Linked DNA regions of Mus musculus: regions 1 and 3 are each linked to region 2. Evidence: chromatin contacts called from public Hi-C and HiChIP or PLAC-seq data. All regions are on one chromosome and are shown on one strand. Each heading gives the region's core, a stretch centred on a gene start, on an enhancer-like site or on the middle of the called end of the contact. The rest is flanking DNA. Distances are from core to core; before and after follow the strand shown. Region 1 overlaps Map3k7 (mitogen-activated protein kinase kinase kinase 7). Region 2 holds the start of Lyrm2 (LYR motif containing 2). Region 3 has its middle 91 kb from the start of Map3k7.

Region 1 (3,696 bases), core at 1,098-3,597, 800 kb before region 2:
TCTAACATGAATGAGGACTAAGTATAAAGTATTTTGTTCTTTTGTTTTCATGTGAGTACAGTATTCATATGTAATAAAGTTATGGTATAATGTATAGTTCATGTATATATGTAAAAATATCAGTGTAATTTATTTTGAGAAAATATACATTTTAATCATTTAGAAAGTTTCATTTTTTCATCTTTATAAGAATTTATGATATTCTTTGTAGTTTCAAATAAAAGAATGTTTTATACTTCCCTATAATATATAAACATAAAAATATCTTGATAGGCTGGGCATAATGTTGCACACCTTTAATCCCAGCACCTGAGAGGCAGATAGATGTCTGTGAGTTTGAGGCCAGCCTGATCTGCATAGCAAATTTCAGGACAGTTAGTATTATTACATACCTTGTGTGAATAAAAGAAGAAAAATAATACCTTGACTTTATTTAAGTCTGGTAATATTTTATGACAGTTCATATGGTATATATCCATACTGTATATACATGTAATCCTGACATATAGAAACAGATACATATGTTACTATATATTTTAGAGTCATTAATAGATGTAAACCTTGTCAGACTTATTCAATGATGGTTTTTCCAGTGTATTGTATACCCCAGAACTTTCTATTTGACAAGCTTCCCCCTTTTCCCTCACTGATATTTAAAGGCTTTTAGTCAGCCCTTTTAATTAACATCTGGTATTTGCTTTGAGTCTGTGGTCTTGATGAACACAAGCTTTTAAGCTCTGTTTGCTATTGCCATCAATACTTTCAGTTATTTGAGCTCTCGCCCAGTGTTCTCTGACAGTGAGCCTTTCCTCTAAGACACAGTAGCAGCTAGCTAGTTTAAGAGCTTCTGTCTGAATACTCATATACCAAGCCTTGCTTATTCCCCACTGCACATACTCAGCTTAGACGTGGCTATTAATCCTTTAATGTACAGTGCCTTCAAAGTAGGAAAACTTGGGGATTGAAGCAGACTGTGGCTATGGGACAGTCATTGGCATGAACTGTCTGCCATACAGCATTCCGGAAGATAAGGGAGGAAAGACAAGGTTTGATTTGGCAGTAACACTGCTCAAAATAGTTGACATAACTAGTGTTTAAATTGCATCCTCTTTCAAGTGTATTGAAGTATTATAACCTCAAAGTGCCACTTTAGGATAAGGGTGACAGAGAATAATCATAGTATACTCTGGAAGCATTTCACCAGGAACGTGCCTGGGTGACCATTGGGTTGGATCCCTCCTCATGAGCTAGCATTCAGTCTGTGGGAGGAGCATGCCCACAGCCTGGCTTTCCATGGCTGTACAGTGCACAGCTTTCCAAAATTGCTCAGGGGCAGTTCTTCTGGTTTTAATTTTATTTTGAGTCTCCCCTATCAATGCCCCCAGCATTGAGATTGGGAAAGAGCCTGACCAAAAAATCGAACCCAGGCAGTACAGTTGTCCTGAAAAGGAAGAGTTTATTAATGAAGCTTAGCATTACATCTCAAAAGAAAAAAGAAAAAAATGAACCAACCATTTGTGTGTACTTGGGCTTGTGACTTGAAAAATAATCTCAATAAAATTACTTTTACCTATAAATTAAAATGTAGGGCTTTTTTGGTACTTCCCTTTCTATTGAAAGAAAAGCAAACTTAATTACACATAACAATGTAAATATGTAAAGACTTTCTTCGCCACTTAGAGTTTACACAGTTTATAGTTAATTTGGGACACTTAGGAAGTACTCAAAATTTACCTGGCCTTTTAGAATATGTGAGGGGGAAAAAAAGCAACCCTATTTACTAGCTATATCAACAATGATTGTGCTCAGACCCTGGAAAAATAAGACAAAGCCAGTCCACTTAATGTACAAGGGTTATTGCCACCCCAAACATAAAAACACATTGCCCTTCCCTACAGAGGAGAAAGGTGAGAGATGCTTTCCCACATAGTGCTCTCCTGTCCATCTGCCTCTCTGTAGAACTGCCCCTGCTGTGGGCAGCAGGCAAACAAGAGTGAACCTCTCCTCCCCAAATCAACCATCAAAGTCTGCATTTCCTTCTAAATCTCCTACAGAAGTGCTCTGTGGTGCCATAGAGAACCCTCAGCACCACAGGAGGAAACCCAGCTTTCCTGTACCAGTGCTGCTGGCAGTCATTGGCTAGGGCCTGACTGCACCCAGACTTCAGGCAAGGTCTAATAGATCTCTAGCGGGCCTCAAACCATGTAGCAGAAGATGACCTTGACCTCTTGATTCTCCAGCCCCTACCCCCCAAGAGCTTATAGGTGTCCACCACCACATCCTGTCTATATGTAGCGTTGATATCAGACCCAGGACTTTCTTTGTGCTAGGCAAGCACCACCCCCAACCCGGTACCAAGTCCTTTTTAATCAGACCATACTTACTTGATAATTTTTCTTACAGTTGGGGAACCACTACTGATAATATTGCTGTTTGTTATGCGCTGACTTTGGTGCCAGACAGGCCCTTAATAGACACTACCTGTGTCTACCCTAGACACTGAATCCTCTTTTGGCAGATGGGTCACCCAAGAATTAGAGAATAGCCTGAACGTTAGTCTCTGTCCCTTCCATGGTTTCAGTTCCTCTTAAGGGATTTTGAATGCAAGTCAGATTCAGTGGCACACTGTACACTTTATTGTTCTGTCTTACATTACAGGAGTGGGGATTAGCTTAGATGGTAGAGTGCTTGCCTGGGCTTTATTCTCAGCACACGGAGAAGTAGCTCTGGGGGTGACCCAGTGCTTGGGAGGCGGAGGTAGCAGGAGGGTTATATATCCAAGCTCATCTTTGTTTGTCTGCAAGATGAATTTGAGACCAACATCTCAAAAAACAAACAGAATAATCAAAAAACTACATGTAATTTGTACTGAAGTGATCAAAATGAATGCTAAGTGCTATGGTTTCTAATTGTCTGTAATTTTTCAGTAATGATTAACTATTGTATCACTGAGCCAGGTTAACCCATAATAAATATCATAATAGTGAATCTAGGCAGGTGACTAGATACATTTACTTGTTAAACATGTAGGTGAACCTTCCTGTTTCACTGAAATGATGTACTGTAAAGTAGGCCTCATACCCCTTTTGGGATTCCATCCAGTATGCAACTACCATTCCACAGCAACACAGTTACCATTATCTAGAGAATCAGACACACAGTATGAACCCAACATGCTCCTTAGTTATCCTGAGCTTCAACAATGTATGCAGCTAGGCACCTGTTATGGAGTTTGTACAGAATATGAGAGTACAGACATACAGTAGGAGCTGATGTTATAGGCCTTCTACTATGCAGATGAGTATATGCCTGCCAGTGCTCTTGGTAGTACTTCATTGTCTTCGTGATAGTATTCTTGCTGTCCAGATATGAAATGAAGATAGGACTGAGGAAGAAGTTAAATCTTACATTCTGTTCTTTGGGGGGGGGGGGGCGGGGGAGGGGCGAGCTCGGTGGATAAGAGCTCCTGATGCCCTTGTGAGTTCAAGGCTAGTACTATATAGTGAGGTCTTGACTCACAAAATAAAAAGCTATAATGGAGCAAATCTCAGACTGGGATTGTATGTGTTTGGACTTAAGAGCTTTCAGGAGTACCTGGGACTGCCATAGAGAAGTACCCATTTAAATCCGCTACATCTGTGCTTTAAAGTTTATAAGATAAACAACAGCCCTAGTCCAGTTTGTGCTTCTGTGACT
Region 2 (3,197 bases), core at 62-2,561:
TTTAAAAAGACTGTACGCTGAGCTTTGGCGCTGAGAGTTATTTGAGGCAAGAACCTACTCTCAGTCAATTAAGTAACACTGCATTGACCTTCAAAGCTTTCCTACTCAAAGTATAAATCTTTGAGACAGGGAGTATATATCTATATGACAACATTGCCTGTGGCTAACATGAGTGTAGAGAAAAGAATGTACAAAATACCTGTTCTCGGTGCCCAATTTAGACCCAGCACTAATTATGAATCTTATAAATATCCCCAGGTGATGTGGAAATTAGCTCAGTGCCTTTCCAAGGGTCATAGAAAATATCCTAACAAGAAACTACTGGATCTGCCAGAACAACAACATAAAAAGCAAAATTTATAGCTTGATACCTGGCCGAGATAAAACAAGACTGATCGAATTATTTAGACAATAAAAGACCCTGCATTCAAAAAGATTACTACAATGACCTGAGAAAGTCATGAATTATTTAATAAATGATCTTGAATTTTTAGTCTAGTGGCTGGAAAAGAACTTAGATCCATAGTGTGTCATAAATGAAAATAACTTACGTGGAGTAAATATAAAACTGATCATAATAATACACTTTTACAACAGCTGTGAGTAGAAGACAATATTGTAAAGTCTCAAAAGAAACAAATATGTTAGCCGGGCATGGTGGCGCACGCCTTTAATCCCAGCACTTGGGAGGCAGAGGCAGGCGGATTTCTGAGTTTGAGGTCAGCCTGGTCTACAGAGCGAGTTCCAGGACAGCCAGGGCTACACAGAGAAACCCTGTCTCGAAAAACCAAAAAAAGAAACAAATATGTTAATGTAGAGTTAAAGCTCTCTATATAAAGAAATTATCCAAGGGCCATTGAAATGGCTCAGACATTAAAGGTGCTTTGCCCCAAACCTGATGATACAGGTTTGATCCCCAACGTCCCATGTTAGAGAAAAATTGAAAAACCAAAACAAAACACGAGAAGCAGATTCAATAACCTGACTTCTGGGTATGTGATGTGGGGGACAAAAACAAAAAAGCGAGAGGGCACACGAGTAGGGAAAGCGCACGGAGTCGCAACGATCGAGGCGACCTGCGTGCTGTAGGATAAAGTGTAGAGAAAAAGAGAAGCTTCCAGGATGCAAACGGAATTTGCCAGCATAATGGCGGTCTTCTCAGTTATACACAGCAAGGGTGCTCAAAAGGCACACATTTTCTCCCCTCCCGTAAAAGCGACCGAGCTCCTGGGTTCTCCGCGGAAAACCCAGGACTCGCGCATCCGTCTCCTCCTTCCGCTTCCGTGACCAGGGTGCCCGAGGGCCACTTCCGCTCCTGAGCCGCAGCAGCTTCCGTGGGCAACATGGCGGCATCCCGCTTGCCTCCCGCAGCCCTGACGCTGAAGCAGGTACTGCTGATCTCTCAGCCCCGCGGAGGTGTCCTGTGTGGTCGCGCTCCCCCTGCGACCTGGCTCGCCGCGGCCACCGCGGGCCTCGGCCGACAGCCTCAGCCTCCCGAGGGCGGAGCTGCTAGGCGTGCCCCGCCCTCGCAAGCCGCCCGCCCGCCGGTCCGCAAGGATTCTCTCTTGTTCTGTTTGCTAGCGAGGACCAAAGGGCTATTTCTGCTTGCTGAGTGGAGCCGGCTGGTTTGTGGTAACTTGTCTTTCTCCTTCCCTTGAGCAGTTCATGAGAAGGCAGCAAGTTCTCCTCCTCTACAGAAAGATTTTGCGAGCGATTAGGCAAGTTCCAAGTGATTCTGACCGAAAATACCTTCAGGATTGGGCCAGGGAAGAATTTAAAAGAAACAAAAGTGCCACAGAAGAGGTGAGAGCAAGACCACGCTGGGGCCACGGCTCCTTTGTCCCATTGTATCACTGAGCTTGTGAAGTTTAGCGAACACCTTGGAATATGCCACAGAGAATTTGCTCACTGCCCACTGGGTATTTTACATTTGTTTTGCAGCACATCTGGCTTTGTATTGTGTAGCCTAGCGTCCAGCTTTCCACTTCACACTACTGTTTTTTTTTGGGGGGGGGGGGTGGATGGGGGGAGTGCCTTTTGGTGACAGGATTGAATGTAGTGCCTTGGGCATTGGTAAGCCCACAGCTACAACCTGTAACAGCCACTGTTGGTTCTTGACTGTACCAGATACAATAATAGAACTTTGCCGTGGTTAAGCTGGTAAAACAATGACTAGATTGTCCTTTCCTCCACAGGATACAATCCGAATGATGATAACCCAAGGCAATATGCAGCTAAAGGAACTAGAAAGGACGCTTGCCTTAGCCAACTCGTAACTGGAAGATTTTTCATGTGTTTTGCACAGGCTCCGAGCCACTGTCATAGAGCACCCAAAAAGGTGATAATCACTCTGATCAAGAATATAAGTGAAGCGTGTTAATATTTCCACTACAGTCCGTGGCTGTAATAATTAAACGTGAACTAATGTCAAGATGAGAGGTTGGAATCCTCAATTGCTCAGAGGGAAGGTGAAATGGCAGCCCCTTTGAAAAACAGACGACTAGTTAGCAATTCTTAGAAAGGCAATGAGGACAGGGCTGGTAAAGATAGCTCCTCATGAAGACTCTTGCTGCCAAGGACAGAAGTTTGGTCCCTGTGACACTCATATCGTGGAAAAAAAAAAAAAACCACTCCAGAAAGTTGCCCTCCGACCTCCACACAGGCACTGTGGCACACAAACCAAAATGAGTGTATGTTGTGATGTGATCACAAGCTGTTACAAAGTCAGATGCAGGACTGGCAGTGTACTGCCCTAGAAAAGTGATTCTCTTGCTGTGGGTCATGACCCCTTTGGGGCCAAACAACTCTTTCACGGGGGTCTAGTATTAGGTATTTATGATTCATAACAGCAATATTACAGTTATGAAGTAACAAAATTTTTACAGTTGTGGGTCACCATAAAATTAGAGCTGTATTAAAGGGTCACAGCATTAGGAAGGTTAAGAACTGGCTAGAAACAGCGCTAGATCTTGCTTGAATAACCTGCTTTGTCCTTCAGAGTTCTGAAGTGACTTTCTTCAGGTGTGACATGGTTTGATAACCATAAGACTGAGGTCTCGCGGAGCTTTAGTGGAAATAGCTAAGAACACCAAGAAGAGGGAGCACTGGGTGGGCAGTTCAGCTCCTGCACCTAACATCCTCATGAAATGATGAATCAGAGCACTGACTGCTCTCCCAAAGGTCCAGAGTTCAAATCC
Region 3 (3,171 bases), core at 590-3,089, 740 kb before region 2:
AGTGCTACATTTGACTCTGTAAAAATAATCTAACAGTTGTGCTCATGTGCGCGTGCGTGCGTGCGTGCGTGTGTGTGTGTGCGTGTGTGTGTGTGTGTGTGTGTGAGAGAGAGGGAGAGAGAGAGAGAGAGACCATGTCAGAGGACAACTTTATGAGTTTGTTCTCTCCCTCCAGGGATCAAGCTCAGGTGTCAGGCTTACCCAGTGAGCCATTCAGCTGTCTCAGGCTTGAATTTTCTTCTTCTTTTTTTTAAGTCAGTAAATATAAGAAAGTTTTAAATTGCCCTAAAAGGCAATTTAACACATGGGGGAGATTTTTGAACCTATCACTTTGGTACAGGGCCCAGATTCTGTGACACTGGAGCCTAACTCTCATTGTGAGTGTGACCACTGAGGAGAAGGCTGCCCATGGAAAGCGCTATTTGATAGTCTTAGGGCCAGTGATTCAAGAGAACGAGCCCGCATCTAAAATCCAGAGAGCCTCCGCAGATAAGGAATATTTCCCTGAAATCAAGTGAAGGATTTTTTTCTTTAATTCATTTTTTTTACAGTCCATGTTTTATTCACCCTTCATCCCCCCTCCGACTGTTTCATATCCCACACCTCCTCCCCACTCCCATGTCTCCACATGAATGTCCCCATCCCCCACCCCACCTGACGTCTAAACTACAGTCTCTTGATGGTTAGGTGCATCATCTCTGAATGAACACAGACCCGGAAGTCCTCTGCTGTATGTGTGTTGAGGGCCTCATATTAGTAGGTGTATGCTGCCTGGCTGGTGGTTCAGTATCTGAGAGATCTCAGGGGTCCAGATTAATTGAGACTGCTAGTCTTCTTACAGGATCACCATTCTCCTACGCTTCTTTCAGCCTTCCCTAATTCAACAACAGGGGTCAGCAGCAACCCATTGGTTGGGTGCAAATATCTGCATCTGACTCTTTCAGCTGCTTGCTGGGTCTTTCAGAGGGCAGTCATGATAGGTCCCTTTTTATGAGCGCTCCACAGCCTCAGTAATAGTGTCAGGCCTTGGGATCTCCCCTTGAGCTGGATCCCACTTTGGGCCTGTCACTGGACCTTCTTTTCCTCAGGCTCCTCTCCATTTCCATCCCTGTAATTCTTTCAGACAGGAACAATTATGGGTCAGAGATGTGACTGTGGAATGGCAACCCCATCTTTCACTTGATGTCCTGTCTTCCTGCTGGAGGGGGGGCTCTATAAGTTTCCTCTCCCTACTGTCAGGCATTTCATCTAAGGTCCCTCCCTTTGAGTGCTGGGAGTCTCTCACTTCCCAGGTCTCTGGTATATTCTGGGGGGTCCCCCTAACCTCCTATTTCCTGAGGTTGCCTGTTTCCATTCTTTCTGCTAGCCCTCAGGACTCAAATGAGGGATTTTTAAACGTGATAGCAGGAGTTAAAAGGGAAGCAAGGGACATGCATTTACAAGTAAGTCAGAGACCAGAGGGCTGAGGACACAAAGATGTTACCTGGAGATAGTGAGTGGCCTCCTTCACGCTAGGCCAGCACGGAGCTACTGAGGCAACGCCGTTGCTTCTGCGGATTCCCGTGCTCCAAGAGAAACGGGGCTTTTTCCCTTCCCCAAAGACACTCTGCCAACTAGACCCCAACTGGACCGCCGGATGCGTAAACTGCCCCTGTTCTATGATTCTCATACAAATTTGTCAGTGATTTGCAGACACTATGAAGCAAAATTAGAGAATAATCATTAAAAGCTTCCGACAATATGCCTATCCATAAATTCTTCAAGAGGAAGATGAACCACCTTCACATAGCACGGCCCGGGACCTTACCGGCTCCAGCCATGCCTTCTCTAGCCACTAGATGGCAGTACAAGCACAGACTTTCAAAGGCCCTTTATTGACAGGGTAGCGACAGCCAGCGCTACTAATGAGGCTGGCTTTGTTTTTGTTTCTTTTTTGTCTTCCATAACTTCGGGTTTCTGGTGTCTGATTCGATGTTTTGGGCCACTTGGACTTTCCACTGCACTTCCAGCCCCTTCCAGAGGCTTCATCGTTTTGCTGGGGAGATAACACCGTGGAGCCTTCTGGGAAATTGACTATAGGGATTTGAGAAAAAAGCTTGACTTCCGGCACCCTGGATCAGTGGGTTCATTCTACGAGCTCCATCCAGGTCACCAGCATCCAAATCACTTCCCTGTCGGGACCAGATGTTCAAAGGAAAATCCCGATTCAGAAGTAGGGAATTTCCTAGAAGCGATTTTTAAAATGTATGTTTTTGTGTGTATGTACATCACATGTGTGTGCGTGACCATGGATAGCAAAAGAGGTTGCTAGCGTTTCTGGAACTGAAGATACAGGAGGTTTTGAGCAGCAAGGCACGAGTGCTGGGAACTAAATTAGAATCTCTCGGAAAAATGGGATTCCCCGGAAGAATAGCAAGCATTCTTCAGCAATGAGCCATTTCTCTCTCTCTCTAGGAGCAAAAATTTCCCCCAACTGGATCCTAAGAACCTTGTTCCAGAGGAGAACATCTCTGAGGGTAATTGAGCAAGCTACTCTGGGAACGTATGCCCCAAGCAGAGTTATAATTATTAGTATTATAAGTATTAGTACGTACTACATAAACAGTAAGTGCTGTGCCGAACTCTCTATGAAGATTACCTCATTCACTCAATAACAACTAGCGCTTGTTCCAAGCACTTGAATTTTAAACCGAGTCTGCCTGAGTGAAAACTGTTGTTGTCTCAATGCATACATATATAAAACACAGGACCCTGTGACAGAATCCTGTCCCTTGTGCCTACCGATCCTAAGTTCTAGTTCAGAATGCTTTGATGAAGTCCAAATGCAGGTATGCCTAGCCACGTCCACCAAACAGGAGTCTTCTATAAGTTCCAGTCCAGGGGACACTGGGTCAGATGGGGCCAGCCTGAAGACCAAGGAATTCAGTAATGGTTGGGCTCTGATCCCAAGTGAAGGTGTGTGTGTGCTCAGGGTGGGGTTGGGGTGGGGGTGGACGGGGTACTGTGCTCCAGATAAAGAGAAAGGGCTGGGAAAATCTGATCTCTGCACTCAGTTCTGACAACTCTGGTTCTCATCAGGGGAGTGGCCCTCCTCCTCAGTGCCTCTGGGTTGAGCCCTGCTTGCTTAGATCCTAGAATCCTTTGGAAGCTCAGATAGCATAAGCCTGCTGA

What was found. Hi-C and Micro-C count contacts between places; a contact is called where the count stands out from the background. HiChIP or PLAC-seq counts read pairs in DNA pulled down with a chosen protein or histone mark.
Region 1: a contact with region 2 is called in an H3K4me3 HiChIP or PLAC-seq map of pro-B cells, with 4 times the contacts expected there. The contact joins the enhancer-like site here to the promoter of Lyrm2 in region 2. A contact is called at or near these places in 6 of 39 promoter capture datasets (the C10 cell line, cranial neural crest, liver and 2 more), 5 of 115 datasets of contacts at active chromatin or transcription factors (bone marrow-derived dendritic cells, bone marrow-derived macrophages, embryonic stem cells and 2 more) and 1 of 9 other capture datasets (macrophages).
Region 3: a contact with region 2 is called in a Hi-C map of B cells, with 8 read pairs. The contact joins the enhancer-like site here to the promoter of Lyrm2 in region 2. A contact is called at or near these places in 9 of 39 promoter capture datasets (the C10 cell line, the HPC-7 cell line, embryonic stem cells and 4 more), 1 of 484 Hi-C or Micro-C datasets (B cells), 3 of 115 datasets of contacts at active chromatin or transcription factors (the 230-238 cell line, astrocytes and memory CD8 T cells) and 1 of 9 other capture datasets (liver).

The regions. Positions count from the first base shown.
Region 1 is chr4:32,002,839-32,006,534 of GRCm38.p6, forward strand. All of the region lies in intron 12 of Map3k7 (mitogen-activated protein kinase kinase kinase 7), which reads left to right. Among named protein-coding and RNA genes, the nearest start is that of Map3k7, 41 kb to the left of the region's middle. Within about 2 kb of position 2,348, at least 19 of the 459 cell types and tissues checked have an H3K27ac peak or open chromatin away from gene starts, as enhancers often do. A contact at or near this core is called in pro-B cells, where this site is marked.
Region 2 is chr4:32,798,948-32,802,144 of GRCm38.p6, forward strand. It overlaps Lyrm2 (LYR motif containing 2), which reads left to right and starts at 1,312. Exons shown (of 3, transcript NM_175364.4): 1 at 1,312-1,388; 2 at 1,663-1,803; 3 at 2,196-3,197. The coding sequence starts at 1,344. The coding sequence ends at 2,276.
Region 3 is chr4:32,053,477-32,056,647 of GRCm38.p6, forward strand. No RefSeq gene overlaps it. Among named protein-coding and RNA genes, the nearest start is that of Map3k7, 91 kb to the left of the region's middle. Within about 2 kb of position 1,840, at least 122 of the 459 cell types and tissues checked have an H3K27ac peak or open chromatin away from gene starts, as enhancers often do. A contact at or near this core is called in B cells, the HPC-7 cell line, liver and 1 more, where this site is marked.